Linked DNA regions of Mus musculus: regions 1, 2 and 3 are each linked to region 4. The links are chromatin contacts, called in public Hi-C and Micro-C maps. All regions are on one chromosome and are shown on one strand. Each heading gives the region's core, a stretch centred on a gene start, on an enhancer-like site or on the middle of the called end of the contact. The rest is flanking DNA. Distances are from core to core; before and after follow the strand shown. Region 1 holds the start of 1700047F07Rik (a long non-coding RNA gene). Region 2 overlaps Glis1 (GLIS family zinc finger 1). Region 3 overlaps Glis1 (GLIS family zinc finger 1). Region 4 overlaps Glis1 (GLIS family zinc finger 1).

Region 1 (2,764 bases), core at 259-2,758, 240 kb before region 4:
TGCACCTTGTCATGTGACTACTGATTTAAAAGATATACAGTTGTTTATTAATATTTCCCAAGCACTATGCAAATTCCTATTGCCATGGGTATCTTTTGCCCTTCCAGCTGTGAAGTGAACACAGAAGCATTTTGTATTTAACAAGACTAAAATATGTTAACTCAAAAAGAACTCACGTTGACTAGCATTTCTCTTCAATTATTAATGAGGACATGAAGAGAGCTTGAGTGGTCAGATGTAGAATCTGAATAAACATTGCCTCAGGCCTGATGGTCCACCGGTACCTGATGTTCAAACTTAAATTTGATAATGCAAAGTCTAGCCTTTCAGTCTGTGGTATTGCTAAGCTGTGGAATGATGCAATTTATGCTCCAGACTTTGTGTGTGTGTGTATGTGTGTGTGTGTGGGGGGGGTTTGAGTCAGGGTCTGGGTAGCATGGAACATGCTATGTAGATTAGGCTGGCCTCTGTAGACTAGGCTGGCCTCAGACTTGCAGCAACCCTCATGCATCTGCCACAACAAACAACTCAATGACTTTAATATGTATGTAACACAATAAAAATACTATAAATAAAGTATATATAACATGTCTTCTCCTTTCTGGTGCTGGGAACTAGGCCTAGGATCTCACATGTACTAGACAAGCACCCACTGCACCTAGAATTTCACCCAGAAAATTTGAAAACCCTTATTGAGACTATGATATTCAAAAGACTCTTAAAATCTTTATTTTTTTGTCAGGATAACTAACAATTTTCTGTTAAGTACTTTGGTTTATTATTATAACAAGTATTTCCTCTCTTGAAAAACCCATTCAAAACATCCCAATCTTTGATGTAGGGAACTTTAAGAAAAAAAAATTTTTTTTTTATGTTTTTAAACAGGAACAAGAATTCTTCAAATTTCTATAGTTTGACAAATAGAAACAATTTCATTTCAATCTATTCTGGTGAACAGGAATTATTTTATACAGAAAATCATCCTGTCACTTCTGGCAAACTAAGAGTGAGTGCTATTCATTCACATGTCCCATGGAGTCGCAGTGTGATGCTGCCATGCTCACATAGATTACTTTATCACAGATCTTGCAGTGGGAAACAAGGTTTTGGGATGGCTGAAGCAAAAGAAATCAGATCCCACAGCATCTCCAGAAAGGAATGGATCCAACCTTCTCCATCAGGACAGTCTTGCTGGGGTGGGATGGGAAGGTGGATCATTCAGTGAAGCGGTTGCCATGTGAAGCGGTTGCCATGTAAACACAGAGACCTGAGCTTAGATGCTCAGCACCTGCGTAAAACCAAGGGCACATGCCGGTGACACCAGGGCTCAGGAGACAAAGAGAAAGATATAAAAGTAACTTCTACTCACCTGAGGTGATCGTTGTCTCCGAGGCTTGCTGCCTCTGTCTGCTAACCTACGCTAGTCCTGGAAGCTTCTAGCCTCTGTACAATCTTATCTAGGTCTAGAATATTTTCAGCCTCTGAGACTCGCTGCTGAATAAGCTCACACTTTCTAGGTTGGTTTTTTTTTTTCCTGAGCTTTGACTGTTTCAATCTGTTTTCTCTGTGTGTGTGTTTCTCTCTCTGCCTGTCTCTATCTCTGTCTCTCCTGAATTCCTTTGCTTGGTCTCATACTAACTTAGGCAATCTGTTCTAATCTTCTGGCTCCTTCTCATTCTATGGCTCATTCTGACTTCACCTATGTCTAGCTTGTTCTCTCTGCAGCCTGTCTCTGTAAAACTCCCCAGTAAAATTGCCTCCTTCCTTTCCTCTCTCTCTAAAACTCCTCTCTCTTAAACAGCTTCTCTTACCTCTCTCTTCTCATGAGAGTTGGGCGTATCCTATTCTCTCATACCTTTCTCTGGTTCACCACTTTGTCTGCCACTCAATTAGACATCACTTTCAAACACGGCTGCTTCCTTCTACAAACTAACCTGACCTTCATTGTTTGGGATTAAAGATGTGTGCTAAAGGTGTGTCTGTATTCCAGCCAGAGAGATTAAAGGTGTGTGCTAAGGGCTACCTACTTCATAACTAGAAACATTTTTTTTTCAGTAAATAACAATCTCAGGGTTCACAATGTGATCAAATATTCTTCAACAGGAATACACATATATATATATATATATACATATATATATATATATATATATATATATATATATATATATATATATTCATTCCTGTTGCTTCCTGGCCATTTAGTCTGGCTGAATCACTTAGCTCCTGGTTCATCGAGAGACTCTGTCTCAAAAAAAATAAGATGGTTAGTAATTGAGGAAGATATCCAGTATCTATTAGCTTACACACACACACACACACACACACACACACACACACACACACACACGTGTTCATACACAAAGACATACACACACACACATTTTTTAAAAATTAAAAAGTAGTCCTGGGCACTGCATAGTGTTTGAATCAACTCTGTCTCCTGTCTCTTTCCAGAGCAATGTGCAGGCAGCATCAACGGCCACGGTCAGGACCAGCTTTTTCCTGTTATTTCTTAAGACCGTTCTTGCCTTTCCCAGGAGCAACCGTCGTGGGCATCAGCATGAAAGCCTTGTCTCCTGTCTGTCTGTTCTGCTCACTGCTTGTCTCCCGTCTGTCTGTTTTGCTCACTGCTTGGCTTTGTAAACGGGACTTTCACTCTGTCTTAGCGATGACCAGGGCAAGTCCAGACAAAGCCGTGCTTCCAGCTCTGTCTAAGCCATTAACACCCGCTGGGTTAGCCAAACACCCCTCTGGCTCAGGC
Region 2 (2,700 bases), core at 121-2,620, 130 kb before region 4:
TTTGTAACATGATCTGGTGCCTTCTTCTGGTGTGTCAGAAGAGAGTGACAGGGTACTCATATACAAAAATAAATCTTTAAAAAACAAAAAACAAAAAAACAGGGGCTGGTGAGGTGGCTCAGCGGGTAAGAGCACTGACTGTTCTTCCGAAGGTCCTGAGTTCAAATCCCAGCAACCACACGGTGGCTCACAACCACCCGTAATGAGATCTGACGCCCTCTTCTGGCGCGTCTGAAGACAGCTACAGTGTACTTATATATAATAAATAAATAAAATCTTAAAAAAAAATCAGAAACATGGACCCAGCTGTGGTGGTGCAGTCCTGTAATCTCAGCATTTGGGAGTTTGAGGCAGAGGATTGCTGACTTCTTGCCCAGCCTTAAACAACAACTACCAACAATAAAAAGGGAAACATGCCCAAATGCATTGGTCACCACAGCACTGAAAAGGCCACACGCTAATTGAAAGAGACCTGACTAAAGAACAACACAATGAAATAATCCCCACCTGCCAATTCCACTGATCGTACCTAAAAGCCAAGAATGTAAAACGGATAAAGTGAAAGGGTAGCAAAGATGTCCCAGGCACACACCATCCACAGGCTGGTGCAGCCACGATAGTATCTGACCCTGTAGAGCTTGCAGGGGGAAAAAAACTTTACTAGATCCGTTTTCTAATGATAAAAAGCTTTATACTTCTAGAGGCCAAACGGTGCAGCAATGAAAGCCAGCCACACGGATGGAAACGCAGGTTACCACCACGGGGGAAGAGAGCACGCTTCTTTCCATTTCTAATATGTTAAGCAAAAAGAAGTGAATAAAGTTGCCAATTTGGACACTACGAGAAGACTTTCTATGGAATAAAAACCAAGTGTGCACATTTTCCCTCAAGCACACAGCAACATTTACAAAAACCTGCCATATATTAGGTCTAAGGGTCAGACCGTGTAAATAATGCTCTTCAATTATAGTGGAATTTAATTAGAAGGCAATAAAAGGGGGGAAATGTCCCTATGTTTGGAAAATGAAAGACTTCCTGCCTCAGCCAAAGTATCAGAACGAGTACAGTGATATTCATCTGGGGCTGAGCAGTGAGGCCAGAGCCGCACCAGGGTTCTGAGGACAGGGACGGGGGTGCCAGAGGGGAGGGGTGCGCTGTACAGGACTGTTCCACCAGGAGAAGAAGGAAGCTGGAACTGAAGTCCTAGGAGACTCACTGTAGACAGGAAAGGAAGGAGATAATAAAGATAAATGCAAAAGCTCATGTGGTCTAAACAGAGACAACAGAGACAAAGAAGTCAGGAACTCGTTCTTGAAAAGACCAGGAAGTGAGAGAAACCTCTGGGAAAGGAGCAAGAAGACAGGGAGAAGGCACGCACATGAACAATGCTAGCAAGGAGAGCACTGTCATTACAAATCCAGCAGAGGTTTCAACGGTAAGAGCCGGAGCTGGAGAGGTGGCTCACAACCGTCTGTGACTCCAACTCTAGGGGATCCAATGCCCTTTTCTGGCCACATAGTACACACACATATGGGACACACACACACACACACACACACACACACACACACACACACACGAAGGAGGAGGAGGAGCAGGAGGAGGAGGAGGAGGAGGAGGAGGAGGAGGAGGAGGAGGAGAACACTGATTGAAACCTGGCAATGCCTGTCATCCCAGCTACTCAGGAGGCTGAGTCAGGTGGGTGCTAAATTGAGCCAGCTTGGGCAACCTAGAGAGAACTTGTTTCAAAATAGAAGGCAAGAAAGGGCTGGGGTTATAGCTCAATGGGAAACTACTTGTCCAGCACGTGCAAAGCCCTAGGTTCAGTACTCAGTACCACAAAACAAAACCCAAGACGAAAAAGCAAGATGTGACTGATTCATGGCCATGAATTTGAAAACATACACAAAATCAACAAATTCCTGAAGGCGGGAAATGACTTCAAAGGAAATAGAGGTCTTAATGGTTCCATGCCAATTAACGTAATTGAAGCAGTAGCTTAAAATATCACAAAGATAACATCAAATGAAGACAGTTTTATAGGCAAGTTTTAACAAATGTCCAAAGACAGTGTCATTCTAGTCTTACATAAATGCTTCCAGTAATATAAAAGATATACCCCTCAACTCATTCTGCAAGACCACTTAAAACCCTGATATCAGAACAGAGGAGCCATGTGTGAGAAATCAGAACACAGCAGACATCACTCGTGGTGACATCACTAGTGGTGACTGTAGAAGGGACAGCACATTATAACCCAGTGGCTTTGCTCTTAGGGTTAACAGCAAAGTCTGCAACTTTAATTCCACATTTGAAAATTAAGCAATACACATACTATATATGTAAATATTCTGGATGTGTACTAATCAGTCTAAGAGTTGATGCCACTCAATGTTCTTAAGAAAAATAAGGAATAAAAAGAATGTCCTGGATTGAGGCTCTAGACATCCCTCTTAACACTGTACTGAAGCCTTGGATAACAAGACAAGGAAAGGAAAGAAAATGTACCCAGACTGGGGAAGAAGTGAGGCCATTCACAGCTGACACGGAAGTGTGTGTAAAAACTAGAAACAAAACACAACTGCTGGCATAAGCAAATCACAGCAATTGTAAGATACAAGGTTAATGTACAAAAAGCTATATGTTCCTAGACACTAGGAATGAACAATGAATTCTGAAATTTAAAACCCGACACTCCTT
Region 3 (2,700 bases), core at 110-2,609, 150 kb before region 4:
CTGGGGCCCAGAGCAGGTGAGAGTCCTTGAGCTCAATAAGGGTGAGGTTGAGGTTCGCCCCTGTGCCAAGCTTTGCACCGCGAGGCACATTCTCATGCCCGGCAGGCCAGTGTGGCAATCTCCTCTTGCTAACCCAGGTACCAGGAGCCCTTGATACCACCCAGGGAAGCTGACAGACTGTGGTAGTGGCAGGCACAGAGCACAGCAGGGGAGAAGGGACAAAGGAGTCATGCCTGACCCGGGAAGACGGTTCTGAGGATGTGGTGCCTGAACCTTTCCTTACCAGGACCACACTGACCACTCTGGGGCAGGCTCACCTTGGGCCCAAAGCCTTGTCCACAAACGAAACAGGTTTCTATTCCTAGTAGTTGAGAGAAGCCTAGAGACTTGTTTGTCAGCCAGCAAGGACTAAGATGCCCTGCCTTTCAGGGGTATACAGAGCAGCTTGGCTGGGGCCAGGGTTTCGAGAGAGGGGAGGCAGGGGAATAGCTTTTTCTCTGACACATGCACACCAGGCCACCAGACAGAGACCTAGAATCACAGACACACATACATATGTACCCTAAAAGGGACTCTTTTCCTCTCAACCCAGCAGTATGTCAAAGACAGACCCAGGACACCAGCACACTCCTACATACACACCAAGACCTAGATATGCTCTCTTATACATAAGCCCTGCATACATATTCTACACCCCCCCACACACACAGAGACACCCTACAACTCATGACATTCAGTACAGCACACACACGATTGTACATATACCCAAAGATACACAAGCCTCAGATACTACCACCTACACAAACACGCCAATTCTACCAGCTCTAGAGACACTCACTGACATGTAGCCTGTGTGCAACACAACACACGCAGAAACTGACACACGTGTGGAATAAGGGTAGCCTCAGAATAGCCAGTACATGTGCTCTGGAAGAAAGCCATGCCTCCTAGAGACAATGCTTCCCCGATGACACACCAGCATCCAGACACCCACTGGGTCCCAAGGCTATATATATTCCTGTACTCCCAAGTGTATCCTTTCTTTAGACCCCAGGTATCTCTAAGGGGTAGCCTCTTCTTAGGGAGGCTCACAGTAGTCAAGAGGGATCTGCTGTCAATGGTTCTGCATATGGCCCATTCTCCAGTGTCCACAGTGACACCCTGTTACCATACAGAAGCCCGTCACTAGGCCAGGTCCCCTGGGAAGTGCCTTTCCCCACTAGGTCTCACTCAGTTCTCATCTGTAGAGTGGGTGTGTGTGGAACAGAGAGAACTGTAAGTACTTAAAGGCGACAGAGTGGAGATGACTTCTGAGCAAGCTCAGGACCAAGTGGAAAGAACTCTGCAGCCTGTATGTATGAGTCATGTAGTTAATATTCAAATGATGCTTCTGCCATTAACCCACACAAGAGTGTCCAGGGTGGTTCCCTGTGTGTGTAAATACTGTTAAAGACTAAATAAAAACAAGGAGCAAATATGACCCGAGGAAGCCCTTCCCCTTCCTCATCTATAGCCAGATTCCAGGGCAGAGTGGGGAGGTAGTTTGTCCAGTGACAGTTTCCCAAGTTAGTCCAGGAGCGAGCATGAGGGGGAAAGAGCAAAGTCCCCCAAAACTCCCAGCTCCCAAACAGTGCTCTGGCCAGGACAAAGGGAGGATCTCCTTAGTGGGGAGGCCAAACCCTAGGGGTGCTGATAGGACTCTATCTAGCCCAACTGGCCTTTTGGTAGTTTCTGCATGTCTCAAGCAAGTCTGTTCCCTACCAGTTGGGAAGACAGATTTTTGCAACCAGGACAGACTTGATCAGACAGACAGGGGACAAGTAGACATCGACCAGAAATGGGACAGCATGGCTTAGCCGGTGTCAGTGTTAAGAGACTGAGGGTCCTTCAATTCTACATATAAGACTGCATGTCCCAGAACTGGGAGGATGAGGAGACGGCTAGGTGCTGTTCTGTGGGAGGATGTGGAGACGGCTAGGTGCTGTTCTGTGAGTTTCTGGAGGTGGGCTCCTGGCACAGACGCCCATGCTGCGGCAAACTTAAAAGTTAAACGTATTCTCCTCACATTCTAGCTGTGGGCTTCAGAATGAGCTCTGATATAAGTAACACGGAGAAACACAGACAAGAAGGAAGACATCACAGGCACCAACAGCACCCACAATCAGGCTCAGCAGCCCTGTCTATGCCTGCTTGGCTGATCTCACACTCCCCTAGATGGAGGGGCCACAGTACTACTCTTCTTAGATGAGACATCCACGGACGCCCAACACTAGGGTGCTTACTCTGTACTGAATCAAAAACAAAGTGTTACAGGGATTGAGGAAACACCGACCACAGTAAAGAAATGACTAGAGTAAGAACAGTTACTAACTCACCAGAAAATGTGGTCACGGCCATATCGAGCACTCCTAAAACCACAATTCTCTAGCAGTATAGTCCAGCCCAGGCTGGGGCACTATAAAGGCCTGGGTTTTCCACTATCTCATGGGTGCTTCCTCTCTCGGGCCAGAGAGATACACAAGGCTGTCACCACGCCGGAGCACCAGCAATGAAAACCAAAGAAGTGTGTCTATGTGATAAGCAAGCCCCTGAGAGGAAGCGCCCGCTGCACCACGCTCCTCTGCGCTCCGGAGACATGAAGTACTTTCTGAGAAGCCAGCTGCCCAGCTGCCTGGCTCAACAGAGCCTCACTACCCCAAC
Region 4 (2,807 bases), core at 29-2,528:
TCTTTTGTAACCCCCCACATTTAGTAATGTGAGCCCACAGTTTAAGATCTAATCAAGGTAAAAATTACTGAGGGGTAAAACCCCACGGCTGTGACACTACACACCCAAATCATGAAACATGGAGAACCCAAGCTGGTCTCATGGTGCAGGGAGATGCTGGGTGGTGCTGTGCACGCCACTGGGGAGAAAAGTCACCATCAAAGTCACAGTTACCCAGCTGTGAAGCCTGAGAGCTACAATGACCGCCAGCCTAGCAATAGTGGCAAGGACACCAAGGGAGTAACCAACCACTCTCTGGATGGACTTACAGCTCCCCCCACAAGGAGAGAAACCAATGTCTGGTAACATTATTGGGACCAAGGGCCTGTGACAAAACAGCTCCTAGGTTCCAGAGCAGAACCTACAACTATCATCCTACTAGACAGCCAGAGTGTCACAGTGACTTCCAACGACTTATCCTTATGCCTGTAGTAGACTAGTGCATCCTCCAGTCCCCCTCAGAGAACTGTCTCCATTCCATAGACAGTGGTTAACACAGCGACTCAGGACAAATGAGATACGGAGAGAATGAGACGACAGAATATCCAGACTTCAACAGGACAGCCACATCACACCCGTCCTCCAAAGGCTCAGGGGTCACCGTGGGATGGGAGGTGAACGACTGCAGTGTTTCCAGGCACAGTTGGACAGCCACACATGTGACCTCAACAGCTGTATGTACAAGGCCTGTACAATCTGAAGCCAGACAAAAATCCAGCCTGAAGAAGGAAGGTAGGCAGGAAGCCCCATGCCTAGCCAAGGATGCCTAGCTACTTCCTTAATACTGTGCCCCCTGGTAGGTCACCCTCCCTCCAGTGGGTGACCAGACATCCAAGAGTATACTAAACTGGATAGGTGCTTTGTTTTGTTTTAGGACACAAAGCTGAATATGTAGAGATTGAGAGGAGGTTTGACTCCAATGTATTGCATAAAATTCTCAGAGATGCAAAAAAAAAAAAAATTTACTTAGTGAGAAAATATAGACTGGAAACAGCAATTTGGATTTTTTATTGTTGTCACTCTGAAGACAAACAAGGTCTGAAGCTGGTAGGAGACTGAGCTGTGCCTAAAAACAACAGCCAAACACTGCCAGCAAGACATTCAGGAAGCCAGCTTCTTCAGCAGCAAGATGGGGTGGGGGTTGGGTGGAAGCAGGTTCACTAATTCTATGAACAGGAGAGCACCGTTGGGTGCAACACCTAGGATCTCCACCAGGGGCGCTGCACACAAAGGGAAGCACGGGTTATGCTCACAGCTGTGTCTCTAAAAGTCCTTCCTTACCCAGTATGTAGTAGCCCAGGCCTCACTGGAGTACAGACACAGATTAGCACAATAGTATTTACACAGCACCCCAGTCCTCAAAAGAATCAAAATCCAGGGTCATGAAGGTCTGGCTCTGCCCTCTCTGCTATCCCCAGAGCCTTCCCCTACACCACGCTAACTAAGGCACACACAAGATTAATCAGAAATGCATCTATTCCTAGCAGCAGTGGCCGAGCCTCACACATGATGGCCTTGGCCTGAGACAGTAGAGATGGAGAGAGATGGACATACAACACCGTCACAGCCAAGAGGAACAGAGGGCTGTCATTGGGCTCCACCCACCTGATGACCATAGCCAACTCCTGCAGACTCTGCCCTGGGCCCTGCGAGGGCTAACTGCTTGTGGCGTTCTCGTCGCTGAGAGTAAAGGATGAGCAAGCTACCAAGCTACTGAGTCATGACAAGGGCTGTGGTGGAAAGCCAATGAAGCAAATAGGAAAGGACTGTGTGGCGGGGGGCGGGGGCGGGGGGCTCACCAGTAAGTGACACACACAAGCCTGAGTCAGCCGTGGGAAGGGGAGCTGAAGGCGCACGCAGCAGAGGAGGCCGCATAAAGGTCCTGCCAAGAGGCCAGACTCTCCAACTGACTCATGGAACTGCAGGGCCATGTCAGCACAGGGGCGGCAAGAGAGGAAGAGTAAGACAGACAACAGAGATGGACTTCAGGTCTGCCTTGCAGGCCAGCAGAGCAGGGGAGAACACAGCCACGGGAATCCAAACAGACAGATGCTGTGCTATCACAATGTAAGAGCAACCTATCCCTGAAGCTAGAAACAGAACGGAGCACAGAGAAGCCCGGGCAGCCACAGCAGGGAGATCCTGTAAGGACAGGACAGAGGTGTCAGGGCCGCACAAGCCAGAAGGTGGAGACACAGAACTGTGTGTGCCTAGGGTCAGAACTGAACTCAGAAGAGCTGCTGGTCCTGAGCGGTGAGAAAGGGTTGGGAAGCTGCCTGGTGACCCTAAGTGGGCCTTTCCTAGACATTAGGTCTAATGAGATTAGTGCAGCTAGGTTCAGCCGCATAGACAGGCCAGGGTGGGGAGAGGGGGCGGTGGGCAGTAAGTGGACCTCGACAAGGAGCAGCCAGTTCCTAACATGTCTGCGTGCTGACTGGGACCTTCAGCGAGCCTGTGAGAGAAGAGAGGTGTCTGTGAGGACAGGATGCTGGGGCTGGGGATAAGGAGTGACCGACCGCACAAAGGCAGAAAAGCCAGGCCTTGACGATGCCTGCAGCCCTGAGCTCACTCACTGAGACTGGGTCATTTGGGGTCGCTTCCTTGGCACTGTGTGACACACTCAGTCGGTTCTAACTAGGGCAGGGGCCTGACCATGAATGTGGCAGTGCACTAAGGGTGAGGAGGGTGTCTAAGAAACGGGATTACGAGGATGGGTACTGAGAAAGGAGGACGCAGAGACTCAAGAGAGCCATGATTGCTGCAAAGTG

Evidence for each region. Hi-C and Micro-C count contacts between places; a contact is called where the count stands out from the background.
Region 1: a Micro-C map of embryonic fibroblasts shows a contact between it and region 4, with 4 times the contacts expected there. The contact joins the promoter of 1700047F07Rik here to the enhancer-like site in region 4. A contact is called at or near these places in 8 of 39 promoter capture datasets (cranial neural crest, embryonic stem cells, hippocampal neurons and 1 more), 3 of 484 Hi-C or Micro-C datasets (embryonic fibroblasts and embryonic stem cells), 15 of 115 datasets of contacts at active chromatin or transcription factors (the NIH/3T3 cell line, bone marrow-derived macrophages, craniofacial prominence and 9 more) and 4 of 9 other capture datasets (adipose tissue, liver, macrophages and 1 more).
Region 2: a Hi-C map of the N1E-115 cell line shows a contact between it and region 4, with 4 times the contacts expected there. The contact joins two enhancer-like sites. A contact is called at or near these places in 1 of 484 Hi-C or Micro-C datasets (the N1E-115 cell line), 1 of 115 datasets of contacts at active chromatin or transcription factors (vascular smooth muscle cells) and 1 of 9 other capture datasets (pancreatic islet).
Region 3: a Hi-C map of embryonic fibroblasts shows a contact between it and region 4, with 4 times the contacts expected there. The contact joins two enhancer-like sites. A contact is called at or near these places in 1 of 15 datasets of contacts at CTCF or cohesin (the NIH/3T3 cell line), 7 of 484 Hi-C or Micro-C datasets (the N1E-115 cell line, bone marrow-derived macrophages, embryonic fibroblasts and 3 more), 4 of 115 datasets of contacts at active chromatin or transcription factors (the NIH/3T3 cell line, embryonic fibroblasts, embryonic limb bud and 1 more) and 1 of 9 other capture datasets (embryonic stem cells).

The regions. Positions count from the first base shown.
Region 1 is chr4:107,688,344-107,691,107 of GRCm38.p6, reverse strand. 1700047F07Rik (a long non-coding RNA gene) reads right to left here and starts at 1,508. Exons shown (of 4, transcript XR_867984.2): 1 at 1,370-1,508. It also overlaps a transcript of Dmrtb1 not described here and the pseudogene Gm12899.
Region 2 is chr4:107,585,046-107,587,745 of GRCm38.p6, reverse strand. The region is part of intron 4 of Glis1 (GLIS family zinc finger 1); the gene reads right to left. Among named protein-coding and RNA genes, the nearest start is that of 4930552P06Rik, 11 kb to the left of the region's middle. Within about 2 kb of position 1,370, at least 1 of the 459 cell types and tissues checked has an H3K27ac peak or open chromatin away from gene starts, as enhancers often do. A contact at or near this core is called in the N1E-115 cell line, where this site is marked.
Region 3 is chr4:107,605,915-107,608,614 of GRCm38.p6, reverse strand. All of the region lies in intron 4 of Glis1 (GLIS family zinc finger 1), which reads right to left. Among named protein-coding and RNA genes, the nearest start is that of 4930552P06Rik, 9.9 kb to the right of the region's middle. Within about 2 kb of position 1,359, at least 29 of the 459 cell types and tissues checked have an H3K27ac peak or open chromatin away from gene starts, as enhancers often do. A contact at or near this core is called in embryonic fibroblasts, where this site is marked.
Region 4 is chr4:107,452,237-107,455,043 of GRCm38.p6, reverse strand. The region is part of intron 2 of Glis1 (GLIS family zinc finger 1); the gene reads right to left. Among named protein-coding and RNA genes, the nearest start is that of Gm46866, 18 kb to the right of the region's middle. Within about 2 kb of position 1,278, at least 175 of the 459 cell types and tissues checked have an H3K27ac peak or open chromatin away from gene starts, as enhancers often do. A contact at or near this core is called in the N1E-115 cell line, the NIH/3T3 cell line, craniofacial prominence and 4 more, where this site is marked.